Regions from separate parts of the Zea mays genome. Here region 2 is linked to region 1. Evidence: chromatin contacts called from public Hi-C data. All regions are on one chromosome and are shown on one strand. The core of a region is the stretch at or near the end of the contact, and the rest is flanking DNA. Distances in the headings are between cores, read along the strand shown.

What was found. Hi-C and Micro-C count contacts between places; a contact is called where the count stands out from the background.
Region 2: a contact with region 1 is called in a Hi-C map of endosperm, with 2.9 times the contacts expected there. The contact joins the promoter of LOC103635958 here to the promoter of LOC100274142 in region 1. A contact is called at or near these places in 2 of 25 Hi-C or Micro-C datasets (endosperm and leaf).

The regions. Positions count from the first base shown.
Region 1 is chr8:136,339,975-136,345,606 of Zm-B73-REFERENCE-NAM-5.0, forward strand. LOC100274142 reads right to left here and starts at 3,245. Exons shown (of 4, transcript NM_001308399.1): 1 at 2,843-3,245; 2 at 2,499-2,712; 3 at 2,164-2,382; 4 at 1,680-2,077. The coding sequence starts at 3,144. The coding sequence ends at 1,835.
Region 2 is chr8:136,498,856-136,504,487 of Zm-B73-REFERENCE-NAM-5.0, forward strand. It overlaps LOC103635958, which reads left to right and starts at 2,351. Exons shown (of 8, transcript NM_001111452.2): 1 at 2,351-4,192; 2 at 4,454-4,523; 3 at 4,630-4,751; 4 at 4,843-5,121; 5 at 5,235-5,612. The coding sequence starts at 2,810.

The sequences.
Region 1 (5,632 bases), core at 1,995-4,494:
GGTCGTCGATGGAATTTGAAGGCTGATAGAGAGAACAAATGATGAGATTGCCCTTGCGTCAATGAACAATTATAGTATAACAAATCTGCGGTATTTTATTTTAGAGGTAATTATAAAGGCGACTATATCTATATATACACTACCGGAATCACGTTTTTTGTCGAGTGTCTAAGACACTCGGCAAAGGCTATTTTACACTCGGCAAAGCCTTTGCCGAGTGTAACACTCGGCAAAGAACACTCGGCAAAGATTTCATCGGCAAATGGTTCTTTGCCGAGTGCTTTTTTTCGGACACTCGGCAAAGACTTTGCCGAGTGTCAAAAAGCACTCGGAAAGAAAAACACTCGACAAATTAAGAATAAAAAAATTAAAAAAAACAGTAAAACATTTTTAAAATTCTAGGAACAACTCTCCAACCCTACCTATTATCTTGCCCGTTGCCCTATTATTTTTCACTATTATTTTGAATCAAACTTATATGTTTTGTAAATGGTGAGATTCGAACTCGCAACCTCTCTCTCGCGCATACCCTCCTATACCACTACACTACTACACCAATTATGTTTATATTACGTTTTCATTCCCTATATACTATAACAAATCGAGAGTAATTTGATTATTTAAGGCACTAAATGAGTTCATTTGAAAATGTGACCAACTATAAAGTTGCATAACTTTTTAAGATCTACAAGTTTTATTTTAATAGTTTCTACATCCGAGACCGTTTACAAAATTTGAATTTTAATTTTTAAAACTTCACACGAAATTTTCAATGATAAGATGATTTCAAATCAAAAAATTGTCAACTACAAAGTTTCATTACATTTCAAGACCTACAACTTTTATTTTGGTGGTTTTTCCATTCGAGACAGTTTGAAAAATTCAAATTTCAAAATTCAAACATAGTTTTGCATAACAAGATGATTTCAAACTAAAACATTATCAACTACAAAGTTTCATAACTCTTCAATACCTACAACTTTCATGTTGGTGTTTTTTTCTTTCGAAGTCGTTTTCAAAATTCAAATTTTAAATTTTTTAAATTCAGACGTAGTTTTCGTTGATAATATGACTTCAAATGAAAAAGTTGTCAACTATAAACTTCTATAACTTCTCAAGATGTACAAAGTTTATTTTAGTTGTTTGGTCATTTGTTTATCTCAGATGATGGTTCTAACAATATGCACAAATTCTATACGTCTCTCTCGTAGTTTCATAAACTACGAGAGAGATATAGGTTTTATGAACAAATTTATTTTTATTTTGTCATATGAAGAAATGTTCAATATATAAATTGTACATCATGATGAGTTATACAAATTTATAGTTGAAAACTTTTTCATTTGAATTAATTTACTACTTTAAAATGTGATTTTTAAATTGTCTTTGCCTAGTGTTGGAGAAAAAACACTCGGCAAAGAGACTCGGCAAAGAGCCCTTTGTCGAGTGTCAAAAAAAGACACTCGGCAAAGAAACTCTTTGCCGAGTGTCAAAAATAAAACACTCGGCAAAGAGCTTCTTCGCCGAGTGTTTTCTTTTACCGAGGGTTTTTTGCGTGACACTCGGCAAAGAGCTCTTTGTCGAGTGCCCGAAATAAAACACTCGGCAAAGAATATGGCACTCGACAAAGAGCCAAATTCCGGTAGTGATAAATACTCCTGACATGTACAGCTTATTCTAGGTCTTTTTGATCAACCTTTATTTGACACATACAGAACGAAGGACTAACATATACACATGCATACAAGAGCTTCTTTATTATTTGACACAGGATCGACTGTGACGAGGAACTAATTAATATATCTATTTGAAATCAAGCATCATGCCGTTGAAATCAAAGTTGACGCAGGTAGACACCGATAGCGTCGACGAGCCTGGTTCCCGCGCGTCCGTAGAATCCCACGACGCTGCTGCCGATGGGCGCGGTGATGCAGAAGCGTGTCCCGTTCTCGGTGCCCCATGGGCCCCAGGCTCTGGTGCTGGTGATGAACCTGAGCGAGGTTAGGGTAGTAGCACCTTCAAATGTGCCGTACGTTCCTGACACCTCCCTGATGTGTTCGTTGTCGCCAAGATCGATCTGCAGGCATGCATGAGGTTAGGCCTTGGTTCTTCCAGCTGGTTGTCGCCAAAGATCGATCGATCGATCAGAAGTCACTCACTCACCGTTCGAACATTGCCGCCAAGTCCACCCCATCGCCCAGCTGTGCGCCTCTGCCTGTCCTTGCCAGTGTAAGTGAACTCAATCGAGTCGACGGCAATACCGGCGCGAATGGTGACGCTGTTCAGACGCCTTGGTGCCTCTGTCGTCGTGATGTCCTGTGCCGATCCTCCCGGCCCACCCCATAGTCCAATCTTGGTGACGGCGGAGCCATCGTCGTCGTCCTGCACGCACGCATGTGTATCCAGCAGTACAGTACAGTACCCGAACTATTGCCATAGAACTCTTCCATAGATAGAATTCGAGTCCCTAGCTAGTGAGCCAAACACGACGTACGTACCTTTGGCGGCTGCTGCGGTGATCCGAACACCGGGCAGAACACTTCCACGCTAAGCTCGTCGGAGTTCCCGCCACTGTCACCGCCGCCGGCAAGAAGGTTCTTCCTTCTGATGACGCCGGTGGCCATCGCAAACGCTCCAGTCCCGCCGTAGACCGCCCACTCGTCGGACCCTTCCGTCACCATCCCGTTGGTGAGGAGCGTGGAGCCCTTGAACCTGATCATGCATCAGTCGACGACGTACGACGAATTGGCTACTAGTTAGCTAGCTTTTGCAGTACGTACATGCAATAACGCCGACGAATTGGCTACAAGAGAATGAAGTGCACATGCATGAAATACCGTACCTCCCGGTCTCGAACACGATGGTGAACAGCTGGTGCGCGTTACCGACGAGGACGGTGATCCCCTGCATGCGAGCGACAAGGGCGGCGTCGGAGCCACGGCCATCGTACACCGGGTAGTCACTGGTGAGTCTTCTGCCCAGCTCATCGTAAGGTCTCCCCGGCTGAATCATCTCCCTGCTGCTTGGGCCGGTCCGGCGGACGTACAAGGCCCGGAAGGTGAATCTGGTGAACTCTGCTGGCAATAAGGGCGCCGCCGCAGCTATGGGAGTGCTCGGAGGAGGAGGGTTCGGCGGCGTCGCCATTGCTAGCTACCCACCTGTGCCGTGCGCGCTTTGCTTGCTGATTGATTGATCGATCTCCCCTGTGGTGCTGCTCCAAAAAGAAGGGCTGCTGCTGCTGTGTGCGAACTGCGATGCTCCAAACAAGGGCACTTGTATAGATAGATATATAGATAGATGAGCGCGTGTACGTGGCATGGTCGGTGTGCCTCGCCTTTCCACGGCACGGAAGGAGCAGAAATCTGCTCTCGATAACGATCCGTCTTTCCACCACGTCAGTCGGGGCAAAAAACAAAAACAAAAAGTCGCACAAATTTGCACGATATATAATGCTTCGTCTTCCCTCCACGTACGCCAGCAAAGACGGAAACAGAAGATGGTTCGCCTATCCACCACGGCAGTGGGGGCAAACGAACAGAAGCTAGCTCAGACATGGATAACCATTCGTCTTTCCGGCTAACTCCAGCACTCCACTCTATAAACAGCGTTCACTACAGTAAAACAATGGACATCCGATGGCCAACTTACGTCCAACGGCTACCTACAAGACCGTCGGACATTAGCTTATGTCCGACGGTCTCTGCTGGCCTTCGGAAATAAAACTTATGTCCGACGGCATTCCCGCTGGCCCTCGAAAATAAGTTTATGTCCGACGGCCGAGCTGGTAGCCGTCGGACATAAAGTTTTTTAACGCCCGCAGGCCCCACGCGCTGTTTCATTTCGCGTTTTCCTCTCTGCCGCGCGCTGCTCTCTGCCATCGCCGCCGCCGACGCACGTGCCTGCCTGCGCGTGCCCGCCGCCGCCCACCCGCCGCCGCCGCCCACCTGCAGCGCCCGTGCCCACCCGCCGCCGCCGCCGGCGCGTGCCCGCCGCCGCCCGCGCGTGCCTGCCTGCCGCCGACGCCAACGCCGCCGTCCGCCCGCCCGTGCCTGCCGCCCCCGACGTCGCCCGTGCTCGCCGCCGCCACCGTCCGGGTAGCTGTCCCGACGCCGGCTGCCCCGACTCATCCTCCGTCCCGCCCACGCCGACCACCGTCCCGCCGTCAAGCCTAAGTGAGTATTTTTAATTTTGTTAATATATATATTATTTTGTAGTTGTCTTTTTTCAGTATTAAAATTTTTGTATGTTTAATATTGTTTAGCTTGTTATGTCCGATGGTTGGAATTTGATTATGTAATAAATTTAATTTATTTTAATTTACTTAGTGGTGTTTTTCCGAGGGTTTTTATTATGCCTTCGGAAATAAGGTTAATTTATATAATTTGGCACTCGTGGCAATGTTATTTCGTATATATTATATGTTATTTCGTATATATTATATGTTAGTGGTAGTTTACTTAGTGGTAGTTTACTTAGTGGTAGTTTATTAGTTTACTTAGTGGTAGTTTATAGGTTATTTTAGTTTACTTAGTGGTAGTTTATTAGTTTAACTACGTAATTTACTTATTCTTTTCTATAGATATAGGAGTGATTTACTTAAATAATCAAGTAAACGTAATCCAGTTACCTCATGGAGGAGGATCGTCGGTGGATGTATGAAGGTTGAAAGAAAAGAGGTGCTCTATCAAGTGAGTGGGTTGCCAAGACTGACGCATTTCTCGACCGTGCTTTTGCTCGGTCAGAGACTGGAACCGATGTTAGGTGCCCTTGTACCAAGTGTCGGAACATTTATTTCCTTGACAGGAGGACTATGTCGATAGATCTTTGCAAGAACGGTTATATGCCAGACTATGAGGTGTGGGTGCACCACGGTGAGGACCCACCTCCTTGTATTGTATCAGAAGTTCAGTCACATGAAGAGGAGGATTACGATAGGATGGAAGAGATGCTTGACGATGTACGCCATGAGCTTCTAACCGTCGATTCGGAGAACCCCGGTCAACCCACCGAGTGTGAGGATCCAGCTACACCTGAGGTTCAGAAGTTCTTCGAGCTCCTTAAAGCTGCCGAAGAGCCGTTGCATGAGCACACAAAAGTGACCGTCCTTGTATTTGTGACTCGACTTATGGCTATTAAGTCTAAGTTTGCATTATCAAACAACTGCTACAAGGAGCTTTTGAACTTGATCAGTGATGTACTTCCGGAGAATCACAAGATGCCAAAGGACATATATCAGTCCAAAAAGTTGTTATCTAGGCTCGGTATGGACTACGAAAAAATCGATGTCTGTGATAATAATTGTATGCTTTTCTAGAAGGAGACCGCGGGTGAGAAGAAGTGTACTATTTGTGGTGAGCGTAGATTCGTTGAGGTTGAAAATGACGATGGTTTGACCGTGACTACGAAGATTGCACGTAAGCAGCTTCGTTACGTGCCTCTTATACCTCGGTTGAAACGTTTGTTCATCTCCAAGAATACAGCCAGACACATGAGGTGGCACAAAGAAGGGGTACGTGAGAATCCAAATGTCATGGTGCACCCAGCTGATACATATGCATGGAAGGCACTAGATGCTTTTGATTCCAGCTTTGCTAATGAAGTGCGGAATGTCCGCTTCGGTTTGGCAACAGAT
Region 2 (5,632 bases), core at 1,101-3,600, 160 kb after region 1:
ATTGCTCCGTTGGCTCACTAGACATGTCCGGTGCACGTGAATTATAGCGGAGTGCGCCCTAAGGTTACCCCTGCTCCAGTGTAGTGTTGATCGTAGAATTGTAGTAGATTGTGTTACAACTCTTGTGCTTGTGTGTTGGAGAAAGGGAGGGCCTACCCTTATATAGCTCAAGGGCAGAGCCTTACAGATGAGATATCTTTTCTACTGGTAAAAGGGGGTGATCTGTTGCCAACCCGTAGTATCGCTGAAATCGTTCGTAGGATCGTGCGTAGTCATACACCAGCAGATTAGTCTCACGGTGCGGTTGTACGAAGCGCGGCTCCTCCAGTCGTCATCCTCCAGCGTGTTGTAGACATACGCCTGTTATGGCATGTTGTCTAGTCCTTCTAGGTATTCGGGGTCACTGTTGGGATTCTGGCACTGAGGTCATCCGACGACCGGGCTTGACTGGCCCCACAATGCAGTGGTGGCGCGTCTGAGTCCGTACGCGCGGGCGCACGGTTCGTGTTCTAATGGAGACCACTCAGCACGCCTTTGGTGCGCCGCACGTTTATCCGGGTGTGGCCTAAGGATGGCGCGTCCCATCGTAGTCGATGTGGGCTAGCAGCATCGGGTTGAAGCTCCTTCCTCATGAGTCCATTCGGTGGGAACTCGGTCGTTCATCCTGTCTGGCAGACTTGCTCGACGGAGACTTGGTCGTCCGTTCTGCCTCATAGGCTTGCTCGACGAGAACTTAGTCGTTAGACTCGCTTTGAAGATTTGCTCGGTAAATATGATAGAAGAGGTTATGGGCCTTACATTAGATACCCCGTTCCTATATATATGATAGAAGAGGTTATGGGCCTTACATTAGATACCCCGTTCCTATATACCTGACAAATATCTTTCTCCATTTTTCATGAAAATAACTCGAGCACCACGTTGTCTATGGATTCTAGTGCTACATTATTACCATTAATGAGTACTATAATCCTACGTATAAGAGCATGTACAATGGGTGTCTTGAGTTTTGTCTTCGAGTGTGTCTAAGGGGTGAATGTAAAAAAACTCAAGATATGTATCTTGATAAAGACACAATGTCTTAGCTCCATATTCGATACAGGAGACTAGCTGATTGGTCACTTTAATTTATTAAATGCTCTGATTGGTACAATGAATATGGTAAGATACATGTTTTAGATATACCCACTATATTATATTGTGTTTTTGTTATATTTTATATTTAAAGTATCGTGCAATAGTGTCATGGTTAGATATATCCTAAATTTATATTGTCTGCGGATATTATTATCATTGAATGCGTACTAAAGTGTCTGACGGAGTTGGAGTTCACGGCTGGTGGTGGCTTTCGGCGCAGGGTCCAACAAACATTGGGTGCGTGTGTGGCAGGCAGGCAGGCTGCTGTTGGTGTGGGGTCCCACCGTCCCACGACAGGAGACCCGGTACCGGGCCCACATGTTCACAACACAGGCGTGGCGCTGCTCGAGTGTACGGTGGCAATAAATAAAAAGAGAAAGAAAATATGTGATGAAAAGTTGGAGATGGAGGGTTCAAGAATTCGTCCTTGGTCAACTCGAGAGCGGAAAGTACGATACGCATAGTGGAAGTGGACGTGGATGTAGATGGGCCGTGGGTGGCCTACTTTAATACGATACCATCTTCTAAATTATATTTACCATTTCTTAGTTAAAAAATTTACTAGAGTTCTAAACTATTTCTAGTTCAAAATTAAATATAAATAAAGTCTGATTCTAATCCAATCTAATCCTTAAATTTTATAGTACACGTTGTCATCTATCCATAGTAGTAATATATACATATAAAGTAGATGGTCAGATATTAGATTTAATTAAATTTATACTATAATAATTTAAGATACGCATATTGGTATGAAGTTTTAACGTTCAAGTATTGATGTGTCATGTGTGTCTGCTTATTTAAGAAAAAAGAAAAAGGAAGAGAAGAAACTAACAAAGGCAGTACTAGTAAAGTACTAATAAACAAAATATAAAATAGTAGTGGGAGGATTATAGTTAAATATAAGCGTCGTCATTACCGGCGGCTGCGCGAGGTTTGGTGACGTCTGATCATCGTATACCGCCTGCATCGCAACACGCGAAACCTCAAGGAACCTTCGTTGACAATGGGATGGTCGGGCCCTCTTGGCAGCGCAACTACTCGACGAGGATGCCGTCGTGCGGTTGGTTTGCGCGTAGCATGGCGTCAGGCTATCAGCAGTGACCACAAGGCTTGTGTATGCGGCGAGGCGGCAGCAGCAGGCCAGGGCGCAGGCCGCGCTTCGTTTCTATTCCACTACCACCCACTGGAACCGCAGACACGGGCGCCCGCATTCATTCCATCCCCCTGCCGCTTGTGGCTGCGGTTGTGGTTGGGAGTAGCCGCAGGCCGCCAGCAGGAGGAAGGTTCGCGGCAGCTTCCTGCGGCCCCACCGAGTTTCCATTTGAAGAGGGGCGAGGACGCCGTCGTCCTCTGTCCTCCATCCACACTCTTCTGCTTCTGCAACGACTCCCTCCCTGCCTCCTCATCAACTTGCAGTGCAGCAGAAGCCCAAGCAGAGGGAGGAGGAGAGACAGGCGCCGACCAAGCCCCGACCGAGCGAGCGCCGCGCATGCGGTTCCCACCTCCACCCCACCACCACCACTACTCGTAGTCGGGGGCCCACCCAACTGCCTCCGGGACCGGGACCGGGACCGGGACCAGGACGACTCCTTGTCGTACGTGCTTTCCTCCCGCTGCCGCCGCCGCTTCATCCGCCAGGACTCCGCGCGGGCATTGTTCTCCGACGGCGATGGGCGAGGCAGTGCCCGACCCCGACGACCTGGCCGCGTTCCCGGCGTGGGCGCGGTCGGTGGCGGACTGCGAGGCGCGGCTCGGGGTGAGCGTCACGCGCGGCCTCTCGTCCGCCGAGGCCGCCGCGCGGCTGCGCGCCCACGGACCCAACGAGCTGGCCGACCACCCGGCCCCGTCGCTGCTGCGCCTGCTGCTGGACCAGTTCGAGGACACGCTGGTGCGCGTCCTGCTCGCCGCCGCCGCCGTCTCCTTCCTCCTCGCGCTCTCCTCCAGCGCCGGCGCGCTCACGCTCGCCGCCTTCGTCGAGCCGCTCGTCATCTTCCTCATCCTCGTCGTCAACGCCGCCGTCGGGGTCTGGCAGGAGGCCAACGCGGAGCGGGCGCTGGACGCGCTGCGGGAGATCCAGTCCCACCACGCCGCCGTCCTGCGCGACGCCGCATGGCTCCCCGCGCTCCCGGCCCGGGACCTCGTCCCGGGCGACGTCGTCCAGCTCCGCGTCGGGGACAAGGTGCCCGCCGACATGCGCGTCGCCAGCCTCCTCACCTCCACGCTCCGCCTCGAGCAGGGCTCGCTCACGGGGGAGACGGCCTCCGTCAACAAGACCTCCCGCGCGCTCCCGCTCGAGGACGCCGACATCCAGGCCAAGGACTGCATGGTCTTCGCCGGCACCACCGTCGTCAACGGCGCCGCGCTCTGCATCGTCGCGCGCACCGGGATGGACACGGAGATCGGCGCCATCCACGCCCAGATCCACCAGGCCTCGCAGGAGGACGACGACACGCCGCTCAAGAAGAAGCTCAACGAGTTCGGGGAGGCGCTCACCAAGATCATCGGCCTCATCTGCGCCCTCGTCTGGCTCATCAACGTCAAGTACTTCCTCACCTTCGACCTCCAGGGAGGATGGGTGCCCAGGAACATCACCTTCTCCTTCGAGAAGTGCACCTACTACTTTGAGATCGCCGTCGCGCTCGCCGTCGCCGCCATACCCGAGGGCCTGCCCGCCGTCATCACCACCTGCCTCGCGCTCGGGACCAGGAAGATGGCTGCCAAGAATGCGCTCGTCAGGAAGCTGCCTAGCGTCGAGACCCTCGGCTGCACCACCGTCATCTGCTCCGACAAGACCGGCACGCTCACCACCAACAAGATGTCCGTCGCCAAGCTCGTGGCCGTCGGCGATTCCTCGCAGGAGGTTAGGACCTTCAAGGTGGACGGTACGACTTACGATCCCCGGGACGGGAAAATTCACGACTGGCCTGCTGGGAGCATTGACGCCAACCTTGAGACGATCGCCAAGGTCGCAGCTGTGTGCAATGATGCCAATGTGGCACATTCTTCGCATCAGTATGTTGCCACTGGAATGCCGACAGAGGCAGCTCTTAAGGTGAAGATTACTAAAACTTATACTTGCTATTATTCTACTATTTTTACAATCTCTGAATACTTATTAGTTATCTAGTTTACCAATCACCAGTTACAAATGTAGTTGATCATCATGCTGCAAACAGCCCCTAGGTACAGTACAACTAACAAACTGAAACTGGTGTTCTCACATGTGTTGGTCCAATGCTAATCAGGACAAGATTGCCGTCTGGAAACAGAGCGTTATGTTCGCTAACTTGTTTTTCCCCCTTATTACTTCTAGGTTTTGGTTGAGAAAATGGGTCTGCCTGGAGGAAAGAATGGTCTGTCCTTGGATCCGTCTGAGATACTAGGTACAAATACACACTCTTCGCACCTTATCTAGGTTCTATTGTGCTTAATATATACATACATGCAAAGAGCCTCACACAGGTGGATTGCAATGTTATTTGCTGGCAGGCTGCTGCGCATGGTGGAACAATGTTGCCAAAAGGATTGCTACCCTCGAGTTTGATCGCACAAGGAAATCAATGGGCGTCATTGTGAAAACAAGTTCAGGAAGCAATGCCCTGCTCGTGAAGGTAGGTACCCTGTTTCCTGCATTTGCACTGAATGATTCTTCCTCCAAATATGTGTTTCATTGGATCACATGTTTGCCGGACTGGTATTCAGGGAGCTGTTGAAACTTTGCTTGAGCGAAGTAGCCACATTCAGCTGAAGGATGGTTCCGTGGTGCCATTAGATGAGAAAGCAAAGAGAACTATCCTGGCAAGCCTCCATGAGATGTCGACCAATGCTCTGCGCTGCCTCGGTTTTGCATACAAGGAGGCGCTAGCAGAATTTGCAACATATGATGGCGAGAACCATCCTGCTCATAAGCTCTTGCTGGATCCGGCCAATTATGCAGCTATTGAGACTGACCTAATATTTGCGGGTCTTGTAGGCCTAAGGGTAAGATAACGGTCCTACTTTGAGCTGCACCGAATAAACTGTTCCTGCACTCCACAATCTAGAATAGACATTAACGATTTTTTTTCTTTCTCATGGATGTTTTAACTTTCCAGGACCCACCCCGGGAAGAGGTCTATGATGCTATTGAAGATTGCAGAGCTGCTGGCATCCGAGTTATGGTGATAACAGGGGACAACAAAGAAACCGCTGAGGCAATATGCCGTGAAATCGGCGTGTTTTCACCTGACGAGGATATCACCTTCAAGAGCCTTACAGGGAAGGAGTTCATGGCGCTGGAGGACAAGAAGACGCTGCTACGCAGGAAAGGTGGCCTCCTGTTCTCTAGGGCGGAACCTAGGCACAAACAAGAGATTGTGAGGTTGCTGAAGGAAGATGGGGAAGTTGTCGCCATGACTGGAGATGGAGTCAATGATGCCCCTGCTTTGAAGCTGGCTGACATCGGTGTAGCTATGGGCATTACTGGAACTGAGGTAAATTCCTACCTTCTTTC